Linked DNA regions of Sus scrofa: all the other regions are linked to region 2. Evidence: chromatin contacts called from public Hi-C and HiChIP or PLAC-seq data. All regions are on one chromosome and are shown on one strand. Each heading gives the region's core, a stretch centred on a gene start, on an enhancer-like site or on the middle of the called end of the contact. The rest is flanking DNA. Distances are from core to core; before and after follow the strand shown. Region 1 holds the start of CCDC107 (coiled-coil domain-containing protein 107). Region 2 holds the start of GBA2 (glucosylceramidase beta 2). Region 3 holds the start of SPAG8 (sperm-associated antigen 8). Region 4 holds the start of TMEM8B (transmembrane protein 8B).

What was found. Hi-C and Micro-C count contacts between places; a contact is called where the count stands out from the background. HiChIP or PLAC-seq counts read pairs in DNA pulled down with a chosen protein or histone mark.
Region 1: an H3K27ac HiChIP or PLAC-seq map of skeletal muscle shows a contact between it and region 2. The contact joins the promoter of CCDC107 here to the promoter of GBA2 in region 2. A contact is called at or near these places in 1 of 5 promoter capture datasets (liver), 6 of 47 Hi-C or Micro-C datasets (heart right ventricle, liver, skeletal muscle and 1 more) and 2 of 2 datasets of contacts at active chromatin or transcription factors (alveolar macrophages and skeletal muscle).
Region 3: a Hi-C map of liver shows a contact between it and region 2, with 4 times the contacts expected there. The contact joins the promoter of SPAG8 here to the promoter of GBA2 in region 2. A contact is called at or near these places in 2 of 5 promoter capture datasets (fetal liver and liver), 21 of 47 Hi-C or Micro-C datasets (alveolar macrophages, blood, brain and 10 more) and 2 of 2 datasets of contacts at active chromatin or transcription factors (alveolar macrophages and skeletal muscle).
Region 4: a contact with region 2 is called in an H3K27ac HiChIP or PLAC-seq map of alveolar macrophages. The contact joins the promoter of TMEM8B here to the promoter of GBA2 in region 2. A contact is called at or near these places in 2 of 5 promoter capture datasets (fetal skeletal muscle and liver), 13 of 47 Hi-C or Micro-C datasets (alveolar macrophages, blood, brain and 5 more) and 2 of 2 datasets of contacts at active chromatin or transcription factors (alveolar macrophages and skeletal muscle).

The regions. Positions count from the first base shown.
Region 1 is chr1:236,379,073-236,382,166 of Sscrofa11.1, forward strand. It overlaps CCDC107 (coiled-coil domain-containing protein 107), which reads left to right and starts at 1,500. Exons shown (of 6, transcript XM_005660223.3): 1 at 1,500-1,678; 2 at 1,765-1,919. The coding sequence starts at 1,573. LOC106509199 (a long non-coding RNA gene) reads right to left here. Exons shown (of 2, transcript XR_001306517.2): 2 at 938-1,239.
Region 2 is chr1:236,465,999-236,469,139 of Sscrofa11.1, forward strand. It overlaps GBA2 (glucosylceramidase beta 2), which reads right to left and starts at 1,889. Exons shown (of 17, transcript NM_001258385.1): 1 at 1,356-1,889. The coding sequence starts at 1,690. RGP1 (RAB6A-GEF complex partner protein 2) reads left to right here and starts at 2,298. Exons shown (of 9, transcript XM_003480545.4): 1 at 2,298-2,422; 2 at 2,750-2,884. The coding sequence starts at 2,769.
Region 3 is chr1:236,530,646-236,533,509 of Sscrofa11.1, forward strand. SPAG8 (sperm-associated antigen 8) reads right to left here and starts at 1,536. Exons shown (of 7, transcript XM_005660229.3): 1 at 831-1,536; 2 at 1-728. The coding sequence starts at 919. It overlaps HINT2 (histidine triad nucleotide binding protein 2), which reads right to left. Exons shown (of 5, transcript NM_001244328.1): 2 at 2,330-2,470; 3 at 2,127-2,201; 4 at 1,966-2,038; 5 at 1,671-1,857. The coding sequence ends at 1,766.
Region 4 is chr1:236,549,476-236,552,288 of Sscrofa11.1, forward strand. TMEM8B (transmembrane protein 8B) reads left to right here and starts at 1,284. Exons shown (of 13, transcript XM_021065841.1): 1 at 1,284-1,413. It overlaps FAM221B (protein FAM221B), which reads right to left and starts at 1,525. Exons shown (of 7, transcript XM_021065906.1): 1 at 949-1,525.

The DNA of each region.
Region 1 (3,094 bases), core at 250-2,749, 87 kb before region 2:
TGATATGTCTTTCCATCTATTTGTGTCATATTTGATTTCTTTCATCAGTGTCTTATTGTTTTCAGAATACAGGTATTTTGTCTCTTTAGGTAGGTTTACTCCTAGGTATTTTATTCTTTTGGATGCAATGGTAAATGGGATTGCTTCCCTAATTTCTTTCTGATCTTTCATTGTTAGTGTATAAAGATGCCGTTGATTTCTGCAACATCTTCTCAGATCCACCTCTTAGAGTAATGTCAGTAAAAACAAAACTAGGAGTTGCCATCGTGGCGCAGTGGTTAACTAAATCCGACTAGGAACCATGAGGTTGCAGGTTCGATCCCTGGCCTTGCTCAGTGGGTTAAGGATCCAGCATTGCTGTGAGCTGTGGTGTAGGCCGGTGGCTACAGCTCCAATTCGACCCCTAGCCTGGGAACCTACATATGCCGCGGGAAGCGGCCCTAGAAAAAGGCAAAAAAAGATTTTTCTCCCATTTGTAAAGACATGGAAACAACCTAGATGTCCATCGACAGAGGAGTGGATCAAGAAGATGGGGTACATATACACAATGGAATATTACTCAGCCATTAAAAGGAACGAAATACTGGCATTTTTAGCAACATGAATGGACCTAGAAATGATCATGCTAAGTGAAGTCAGTCAGACACTGAGACACCAACATCAAATGCTTTCACTGACATGTGGAATCTGAAAAAAGGACAGAATGAACTTCTGTGCAGAACAGATATTGACTCACAGCCTTTGAAAAACTTAAGAGTTTGCAAGGGAGACAGTTGCGGGGGGTGGAGGATGTGCTGGGGTTGTGGGCTGGAAATCCTATAAAAATGGATTGTGACGATCATTGTACAACTATAAATGCAATAAATCCATTGAGCAATAATTTTTTTTTCTTTAAAAAAAATAAATAAATAACCACCTTGTTACCTTCCAGAAAGGATTAAAATCAGCCGTGCTGAGAATGAGCCCCGTGTGGTTGGTGCGCGGAAGCGCACTGCCTGTGTAACTATTTCGGCTGACGGATGACATCCCTGCCACACGCCGCTCGGCGAAATCGCTTCTTAGCGGATTAACCGTGAGGTGCAGGGACAGTCTACGTGCAGGCGCACGTGGCACTCTCTGCCTTAGGTCCGGGGACTTTCCCCTAGGCGTAAATAAGGAACTAGTCCCTCGTTTGTAGCCTAGGAAACAGGCCTTCAGCACGAGCTTCACTGGTGGGTGGGCTCCTGTAACCTTTTATAGCTGGAAGAAAAAATTTATTTTATGATTAGGGTGAGGATGTGGACTAGTGTGGGAAACCACTTTATCGCATACTCTTCTAAGGTTGTAAGCTTCTGGACACTTTCTGGCTAACCGAATCCCTAAATGGAGATAAGAAATGAACTAATTTCTAAAATAAACTAAGCTGGGCTCCCGGTCCTATGCAAATAAATCCTGGCCCCGCCCATACGCTAGGTGGGCGTGACCTTCCAGGGAGGCCCGGAGCGGAACGGGCTCCAGGGCGCGCGTGCGCGTGCGCATGGGCGCGTGCGGCCAACGCCGGCTCCTCCCAGGTTCTCCTGTAGTCCGCCTGCAATGGCTAGCGTGGTCTCGCTAGCGGGTGCGGTGGGGCTGCTACTTATGTCTGCGCTGCCCGAGGTCCTCGGAGACCGCTCCAGCCCCGACCGCCCGGCACACCCAGGTACCACCGAGGTCTGTTAGAGGGAGGCAGGGACTGCCTACCGGCCCCAACCCCCAGCTCTACTGACCCGCCTCTGCCCTCCTCAGGAGACGCCGCCCAGGTCGGCCCCGAGGCCACAGAACTCCGGCGGCGGTCGCCGCCGCCCAAGGATCAGCGCGACCCAGCTCGAGCCGGGGCGTTGCCCTTGGGGGCGCTGTACACCGCGGCCGTCGTGGCTTTTGTGCTGTACAAGTGTTTGCAGGTGCGGGACGACGAGAGGAGGGAGGGGATGCCCGGGTTCTGAATCTCCCGTTGGGTCCCTATGGTACCAAGAACAAGACTCATTTTCCTGTCCATCTGTAAAGTGAAGACCTGAGTCCTCTGGGTTTCCAGCCTTATGAGATTATTTTGAGTAGCTATCGAGGTGAATGGCACTTGATAAATTGTAAATAAATAATGACCATCCCATTTAATCCTCCCATCAATCCAATGTAGGGGTTAGTCACTTGCTCAAGGTCACCCAGAGCTAGTAACTGGTGGAACTGGGACTTGAACCCAGCGACTGTCCATACTACAGTGAGTGCGGTTCCTGGTAAGATTCCAACCTTGGCACGAGCAGCTGATTACTTAGCCAAAGTGTTTTTAGAGTTCGAGGTACCAAGCAGTCTCAAGTTCTTGGGAAGGAGGCTCTGAAATGTGAACTGATAGTACATTTTGGTAGATTCAAACTGTTGAAATGGAACGTAGTACCTCCCAGGGCTCTGACTTTAGCCGTATCACTTAATTGCATTGGGAAATAGAGGGCTGAGCCAATTTGGAGATAGGAAACTAGGAAGGATAGCTAACCATGATTCATAATAAGACTGGACAAGCTAGGATGAGGGCTGGACAAGCTAGGATGAGGGACTGAATATAATGATGAAATTCAACATAGATAGATAATACTTTTTTTTTTCTTTTTTTTTTTTTTGTATTTTCCAGGGCCACACCCTCAGCATATGGAGGTTCCTGGGCTAGGGGTCTAATCGGAGCTGTAGCCTTCAGCCTACGCCAGAGCCGCAGCAACACCAGAACCGCAGCAACCCCAGATCTGAGCTGAGTCTGCGACCTACACCACAGCTCACGGCAATGCCGGATCCTTAACCCACTAAGTGAGGCCAGGGATCGAACCTGCAACCTCATGGTTCCTAGTCAGATTTGCCAATGGCTGAGCCACGAGGGGAACTCCAGATAATAAATTCTATTCTTGGACCCAAATATAGTCTGGAAGAAACATAATTTAACAGCAATTTATTGATTAATGAGGTTCAGTTGTGTGATGTGACAGCCCACTTCCCAAATCAATGCTAGGAAGAAGGTATTTTGTTCTTTATCTTCTGATTAGAACCCTGCGGGGGAATTCTATTGAGGGCACAACTTTAAGAGCACTATATCCTT
Region 2 (3,141 bases), core at 639-3,138:
TTAAGAATTATTGTTTTGAATTCCTCTTTGTCTCACCCCTGCTTTCTCAAGGCAGGACCTCATCTCATTCCAAAGCCCCCTGTGTCAGCGATCTTCACCCTGTCCTGGCATGGGGAGCCAAGCCCAGGGGGCTGAGCACAGCTTCGGGCCTCTGTCATTCTTAGGGGGCTAGGATGCCTACAGGTTCTTGATCTCAATGTCCCCACCACATGCAACCCAGTGTGCTTCTCTCAGCACCCCTGTCGTAGACCCTATTTTGACTCAAAGCCACTTGGGGTCAAAACTGGGCTGGGTCAGTTTCAGAAGCAGCCTGGAGGGATTATTGTTCTCTGGGACAGGCCACCTAGAGGAACTGACAAAGGCATCAGATACGCGGGCAGTGCCAGGCCCTTCCCACTGCCTAGGGCTTGGGTTAGGTACGTGGGCTCTCTACCCCAGCCCCACAGCACTGACTGCAGAAAAGAAGGATGCCCTACGTTGAGGCTGCCAGGGCTGGATTTCCCAAACTTTAAGCCTCCCTCCCCAGCTCTGTGTTTACTCTGTAGACTGACTCAGGATGATGCTTTCTGTCCTACGGCCACTTGTTCCTGTTAATAGGTCTTGGCTCCATCACTAGTTTTTTGAATCCAGTGGGAATCGAGGGATCTGGAGGAGTTCTACAGTTCAGGGTAAGCTCTTGGAGTGTCTGCACCACTTGTGGGGGAGAGATAAGGAAATGCTCTGGAAGATCATTACTAAGCTCTGGGGACACCTAAGGCAGTGCCTCCCTGGCCAAAGGTCTTCTTTGCTTTTTATATCAGGGGCTGTCTATTCTAGAACATCTCTTATCGCCTGCCCTCTCTTTAGGGCTGAGAGCAAGCAGCCTCTCACACACTCCTTGGAGCCAAAACTGATGAGGAAAGAAGCTGATGGGCGTTGGGGCTGTAAAATGCTGTGCCGAAATGAGGGTCAATAAATATTCCAGCTGCTCAGGGGAATGTGGGGCTGAGAACGCCCCCCCCCCATGACACAACAATGTATCAGTACCATATCCCCTAGAATATTCTTTCCTATCTTGCCACAAAGTATAATCCCAAAGGGCAGTCTTTGGAAAAGAGGGAGTCTGTGAGACAGCCTAAATGGGTAAGACTGACCAAAAGGTCCACATGCTCCTGTTTTTTTTTTGCTAAAAAGATGAGTTCCTGGAAGGAAGAGGGTTGCAAAGAAATGTGACCTAATCTCACCAGCCGGAACCAGTGGTTTAGAATATGTTGGGGATGGGGCCACCAGACTAGAACAAAGCACCCCCCTTACTTTCCTGCCTCTGCTAGAACAAAGCCAGGCACAAGTTATTTTAGGCAATGGGATCTACTCACCTCAAGCCCATCCCAAAATGCTTTATCAGGTTGCTCAGGGAGATGTCGTTGGCATTAAAGGGTTTTCTCTTCTCTGCAAACTCATGAGCCAGGCAGATGCGCCAGCCAAAGGGAGGCACCTGGTAGCCCTCCGCTTTACCCTCATAGGAAACCATCAGCTGCCCAGAGTCCTCTGGATTGCTGTGGCTCGGCTCATTTTGGGGTTGATTGTCCTCAGGGTTCTGGCAGTCCGTAACCTGCGCAGTCTCAGTGCCTCCAATATCTTCAGGGTAATAAGTCTGCGGATCCCCTGTGGCACAGCTGGTCGGCTCCGAGGCTGGGACTCTGGTTCCCATGTTTCCTGGATCCTGGATCCCCACGACCTCGGTAGTCTCGGGTCCCGAGCTTTCTGGTACAAAGTATCTGGCCAGCCAAGCCCAGACGCGGGCGCGGACTGCTGTTAGGTGCCGTCTCCGAGGGCTGCCCGCTGGGGAAAGCTGAGGTGAGCTGGTGTCTCCGTGGAGCCGGGGAGCTGTGGCTGCAGCGGCGGCGGCGGCGACAGCAATAAAGCCGCCAGGGTCTCGTCCTCGGTCGTCTCTCTGGGCCCTGGGCGGGAAGGATCGGGCCTCGACGTCATTGGGCCGTGGTGATTAGCTGGCCCGGCCAAAGGGCGACTTTGCCCGCGGAGAGGGGAGGAGTCCCGGGGACCGGCCCGCCAGGCACCGCCCCCGGGACCCGCCTGGGAGCTCGCGGCAGCCTCGGTCCCGTCCCGGGGCTGCAGCACCAGGCCCCCCAGGGGTGGGCGCCGGGTCCCGCCGGCCGGTGTCGGGCAGCGCCAGCGCCGGGGCGCCAGCCCGTGGGAAGGTGACCCACGGCGGCTGGACCACTCGAGCCCCTTCCGGCCCAGCCGGCCCGGCACTTCCGGTCGGAAGGGGCTGGGAGGGGGAAGGAGGACCGAGGGAAGTCCCGCCTCTGCTGCGGCCGCAGCCAAGCACTTGGCCGGGTCCAGGAGAGGTGGGCGGCGGAGGGCCTCGGTGCACCAAGCCCCCGGTTTCGACCGTGCAAGGTGTTCGGGCCAGGGGCGCGAGGTGACGGGCGGCCCTTGCCCTGGACTGAGGCCTGGAACCTCGAGGGAAAGGGGCGGAGGCGGCCTGGGGGTTCTGTCGGGGTAGGGGGACTGACCGGGCGCTGAGAGGGGCGGGGGCCCGGGACCCCGAGCGACGCCCTCCCCCTCCGCAGTGCCGAGACACCTGCCACCGGACCTCCCTTCCGCCTTCCCGCATCCCAAATCTGGGCGCTTACCTCTGACACCGTGGTGCTGAACGCCCCGTTTCCTCGGTCTTCACCCCCGGGCTCGCCTGAGACACCCCTCCCTGCCGTGGTACTGACCTCTGACACCCCTTGTTTCCTTCCAGATCCGATTCCGGAGCTGCCATGATTGAAGTAGTAGCAGAGTTGAGCAGAGGTCCTGTGTTTCTGGCGGGGGAAGCGCTGGAGTGTGTGGTGACTGTCACCAACCCCCTGCCGCCTACGGCCACGTCTGCATCCAGGTGGGGATGCTGATACTGAAGACGGTGGTCCTTCTGGGAGGAAGCCTGGTATCTATAGTGCTGAGCTGCCTATAGCTACATCATCACTTTGTTGCTCATTGTGCTCTCATTGCAGGAAAGGGCTATTTAACAGGTGTGGGTGACATAACCCTCTACTCTCCTTTCTTCTCTCATCCCCCATTCTCCTTTTTACTCCCAATATATTTTTCCGGATTTAATGGTTTCTCTCTGGGGTTCTGGATTCTCTGGAATGGAGG
Region 3 (2,864 bases), core at 286-2,785, 64 kb after region 2:
CCTCAGAGGGCTTCCAGTGTCCTCGGGTGCCAGGTTCTGATACTTGCAAAAATTTCCAGGGTTGTTTCTGAGGCTCCCAGTGGCTGTCGTGACTCCAGGAGGCATAATTAGGGACCAGATCTGCCCTTGGGTTTCTGAAGCCTGGAGGAGCAGAGGAGCTGAACCCAGGGTCATGGCCACAGCCTGGACTATGCCTAGAATCAGAGGCAGGACCGGGACCAGTGCCTTCACCAGATCTACCACCAGGGCCTGGACCAGAGCCACCACCAGGACCAGAACTGGTGCCAGGACCAGGACTAGAGCTGGAGCCAGGAACAGGGCCAGAGCTGGAGCCAGGAACAGGGTCAGAGCTGGAGCCAGGAACAGGGCCTTGGCTAGAGATAGGATCATTTGCAGTGTAGGAATTTCGAGCAATATGGGAGACCTGGACAGGCTCAAAGCCAAGTCTCCCATGGCCTATCTTGTGGGTAAATCTGGGGGTGGTGTGGTGCGCCGCAGTAAGATTGTCAGAGAAGGGCTCCAGGAGAAGGCTCCGTTCTGAGTAGGGCGCTGGGGTCTGTGTAGATAATGCAGCTGCCTTGGCAGTGGAGGCAGCTGCAGTGGCTGCAGCAGCTGCTGAGGCTGCTGCAGTTGCAGCTGCCAGAGCCGACCTATGACGGCCATCCAAAGAAGGCAAGGGATCTGAAGTGGTCCCTAGTTCTTCGGAGCTAGGCTGTTCGTCTAAAGAGCTGAAAAAAAGTGAAAAAGGCAAAGTCGTCAAAAGGGCAGCGGGGGAAGTCCACTGACCTTCCTTGTCCCCTTATGCCTGCAGCCAGAGCTGCAGATCTCACCGCGATGGCGATAGCTCTGTGGAGTCAGTGGTTTCCATCTTGCGACACTCGCTACTGGGTACTGCGTTGCTATAGAGACGGCAAACCATTCCAGGAGACTGCGCAGAACTAGAGCTGGGCGGACGTGGAGGGCGGGGGTGGGGGTGGGGGTGGGGGTGGGGGTGGGGGTGGAGGCAAGTTCTCTGCGGGGCGGAAGTCTTGAATCTGGTGCACTCTGGGAAGTGCGCTTTCCATCCGGCCTGGCTGCTAAGATTCGCCGGCCTAAGGTCTCGCCCTTCATACCCGCGCAGGACTTTTGGAGGCTTTCTAAAGTGGTTCTTTGTGTTGAATACAGGCACAGTGCTGTGGAATCAGACAAAAGCCTACTTGATGTGTTTCTACAAGGGACAATGGTAGCTTCCCCTAATTTCATTCTCAAAAGTGGGGCATCTTTTTAAAATTTTTAAGGTGGAAAATACATCAGACAACAGCTTAAACAGAATGGTGAGACATGGGGCAGCAGATGTTTTGAGTGTGATAACTTCTCCAATGAAAGGCCCTCACCTTGACCCTCCTCCTTCCAGACCCCCTTATAACTTGGCTTGGTATCTGAATTGAGCAAGTCTTGGGATACTGGCTTTACTTATTCAGGCACATTCTTAGAACTGCTGCTTTTCTAGAAGTTTAACCCAGGTGGACCATGAGTCATGAACTCATAGATACACAGGCAAGTGCTCCTTTGACTGCATCATGGGCTTCCTTAGTGTTTCAGACCATAGTCAAGGGGGATCAAAGTCTTGAATCAGTTTTCTTTTCTATTTGAGGTATAAATCTTTATATATTTAAGACAGGGATCCAGAATTGAGGGAGAACAAGTTTATTGGCATCATTGGGTCCTGTTATTTCCCTACCCCGTCCAAGCATCCAAGTCTGGGGTCCTTGGTCCTTTGGTAGGTTCAACCTGGAGGCCACTGGAGCTGTCTGCCCCCAAGTACATGAATGTGCAGGTGATACACAGACTGTGCACCCAGCTTCCCATCGTTGATCACTGAAATGGTGCGTCGGGTTAGGGGGTTAAGATGGTCAAAGAATGAAGATCATATTGAGAGGTTAGATCAATTGATGGTGAGGGGCTCAAGGGCCAAATGTCACTCACCAAGTCGGTATCCATCTCCCAGTCCTTCAGCCTTTGCTGTCTTCTTTGCCACAAGGAGAAGGTGTCCTAAAAGCTACAGGGAAAGGGGAGGGAGACAGGTGGCTTCATTTACAGGGAACAAAACCTTTCCCTCAGCCAAACCCTGGCCCTGTTCTTCCCACCTGCTGGTCTTCTTCTTCAGCCTGGCTAATCCGGGGAATGGGCTTCTTAGGAATGACCAGGAAGTGCACAGGAGCCTGAGGGGCCACATCACGGAATACAAGACACTGGGAGCAGTGAACATGCCAGAGGCCACCATGTTAGTTCAACAAACTGGATGGTATTTATGAAATTCTTAAGGGGATGGGTCCTAAGGGTACCCCACCTGCTGGTCCTCATATAGAATGTCAGCTGGGAGGCTTCGATCCAGGATCCGGGAGAAGATGGTTGGGGCTGCTCCCCCAGGAGCTGCCCGCTGGGCCTTGGCCACTTCATTCCCATCAGTCACACCTGCAGCTCCTCGGACCTGCAGGTGGGTCAGACACACCCACGGGAGGGAGTTGGCAATACCACTCTCCCATGTAATCAGTTGGGGCTGACAGAGGCTGGGCTTTGAAAGGCATTAATTTCACCCTTCCAAGAACCTATTAGTGGTTCCCAACCAGGGGAAAAGCTCCTCGATTTCAGAGCATCAACAGCAGAGAGCAAGGCCAGATACTGCTGGGCCTAGTTAGGTAACAGGCCGTATTACAATGCAGGATTCAGCAGTGCAGTCGACTACTGCTCCTAAAGTGTTGAGGAAATCTAGCGCTGTTTCAAGGGAAAGGATCCAGAATGAAAACCTGGAGGTTTAGGTCCCAGTTCCTATTTTACTATTTAATCACCTTAGATAAACCCCTTCTTTCTGCTTCAAATATAAA
Region 4 (2,813 bases), core at 34-2,533, 83 kb after region 2:
TGTGGGGAGTGGGGTGTGCCTCATTTATCTTGGGAGGATGTCCGCAAGGGGTCAGTCCTCCTCAATGACTTGGGAGAGACTTTTCTAAAATACAAACCCAACAATGGCATTCCCTTGCTTAAAAAACACTTAGTGCCTCAGCCTAAGGATTAGGTCCAAATTTCTTGGCCCTGACAGTCAAGGCCTGTCATCATTTGCCACACTGCCCAAGGATTCTAGCCTTAACTTCCCTTGCTCTCTACTTTGTCCCATGCTCCAGAAATAGTACATTTTTTTCTTTCTCTCTTTCTTTCTTCCTTCCTTCCTTCCTTTCTTTCTTTCTTTTCTTTCTTTCTTTCTCCTTCCTTCCTTCCTTCTTTTCCTTTTTGCATTTTAGGGCTGCACCTGTGGCATATGGAGGCTCCCAGCCTAGGGGTCAAATAGGAGCTACAGCCATAGCAATGCCAGATCCGAAACTCGTCTATGGCCTACATCACAGCTCACTGCAAGGCCAGATCCCGGATCCACTGAGCAAGGGCAGGGATCGAAGCCGCATCACCATGGATACTAGTTGGATTTGTTGCTGCTGTGCTACAGAAGCTGCATCCTCATGGATACTAGTTGGATATGTTGCTGCTGTGCTACAACGGAACTCCACATTTATTATTTCTTAAACTCATCAAGGCCTTTCCAAAGGGGAAGTTTGGGTCAGGAGGTAGGATGATGGGGAGGAAGATGGCCAGATATTTAGCAAGAGAAAAATGGGCCAGAGGGTGAAGAACCAAAGGATGGGAGGAGAGGGAAGGAAAAAGAAGGGGAGGAAGGAACTGAGTGGAGAAACGTGGGGGCGGGGGGGGGATAAGGATGAAACACAGGAAATGGGAGGGGGTTGGACTGAGGTGGGAAGAGACAGACAGTATTAGAAGGGAATGAGAGTTTGGAGGAGGGGCCGTTTGAGAGACTACATACCTCTGGGCTTTGTTTCAGCTGTTACAAATCCTTAGATCAGGATCTTGTCTGAAGCTGGGAAAAGAAAATGTTGGCCCCAAGGGAGAGGAGGCACTTGATTGTAGATGAGCCCTGGCTGCGGGTGCTGTGTGGTGAGAGGCCTTGCCTGCAAGTTACGACTTTGGGAGGGAACTTGGACACCTGCGGAAATTCGCAAAGGAGCTGTGGCCAGTTCTGAAGGGTGGGAGGAGGTGGGTCGAGGTGGGTCCAGGCCAGAGGAGGGAGGGTCTTGACTGAAGCCTGTGGAACCCAGGCTGGGGAGTAGTGCATCCGTCACCGTGGCAACCGGAACGCCCAGTAGTCTCCGTGGCAACAGCAGTCTGGCCACCTCACGGGTGGGCGAGGTCTCCTGAGGGGACTGCATTGGATCCAGAGGAGAGAAACCTAGAGGGATCACTTCTTTTAAGAGGGATTCGAGGGATCTCTGTGAGTGTTTTTTCGGGATCTTTTGAGAGTCTCTGGGGAGGGCCTGCAGATATCTCTGGGGAGGTCCGTGGGTGTCTGGGTTTGTGAGGGTTCCTAGAGATGTCTGTAGGATGGTCAGTGGAGGTTATGAAGATCCGATGGGGGCTTCTGGGTTCTTCGGTTGGGGTGAGAAAGAGACTCCGGTAGCTGGGGCTGGGGCGGAGTCTGTGTTCGAACCCAGCAGGGACAAGTTAGAGACCAATGGAGTAGAGCCAGGGGCGGGCTTTAGTAAGAAGGACCAATAGAACTAACCGGGGGGCGGAGCGTCATATGACGTCAGGCAGAGGCCGCCGCCGCGGGGCCTGGTTTTCGCCGGTCCAGCGCAGCCCGGAGTCGCCCAGGCCTGAACTCCTACCCAGGTCCCCGGCCCGGCCCCAGCCGGCCCGACCCCGGCCCCGGGCCCGCGAGGACGCCGCAGGCCATCCCTCCGGGGGTGGGAGCGGAGCCGCGGGTCAGCTCTGCGAGCGCCCGCGCTGGCCTGTCCGGCCCCGCCCCCGCCCCGGGCCATGGCCCAGCCCTTGTCCCGGCCCCTGGTCCCATCCCGGTCCGGTCCTTGGCCCCCGACCCCGCCCTCTCCCCACTTCCCAAATCGGTTCCAGCTCCGGCCTGGGTCCCAGCGAATGCCCAGATCCGGGTCCCAGCTCAGGCCCCCACTCCAGTCCCAGTCCCAGTCCCAGTCCCAATCCCAATCCCAGTCCCTGGCCTGGCTCCCGTCCCAGCCCCTGCACCTGTTTCACCTCCTTTCCCAAATCCCAGCCCAGCCCCTGTCCCAACCCCATTCTCAGTATTTACTGAAGGCGGGGGCCCAATCCCTGCCCTTGGTCCAGTCCCCATCACAGCCCCTCCTTCCACCACATCGCTTACCCTTATACAAGCTCCAGTGCCCAGCCCAGCCCAACTCTTTACCCCAGTCTTTGTCCTCATCTCTGTGTTTACCAAAGTCTCTCCCACTACCTACCACTCTCTCTCATACCCTACCCTTCTCCCAGCCTCGACTCAGGTCTGGGCTCCAGCTGCCATCAGCCTTACTGCTGCTGTTGCTGTTGTCTGTCCTTGGCCCAGGGGCTGGTGAGTGCAGAAGCAGGAAAGACTGAAGCAGGGATGGGGTTTTGGCAGGGAGGGGCTGACTAGAGGGATTCAGGAGAGGTGGGTCCTGGGCACCTAGATCATTGGGGAAGAAGCAGAGAGAAATAGGAAGGAGAGAAGTCTTATGTAACTGAGAGGAATGGTGAGGGTCGAAAGAGTGGTAACTGTGGGCTCGAGGCTCAGCAGGTGGCTTAGAGTCCTGAGGCCAGAGATTCCAAGGTTTTCCTTCTTGGGGTCCATCCTGACTCTACTTCGACTCTTGTTTTTCCAAAAAA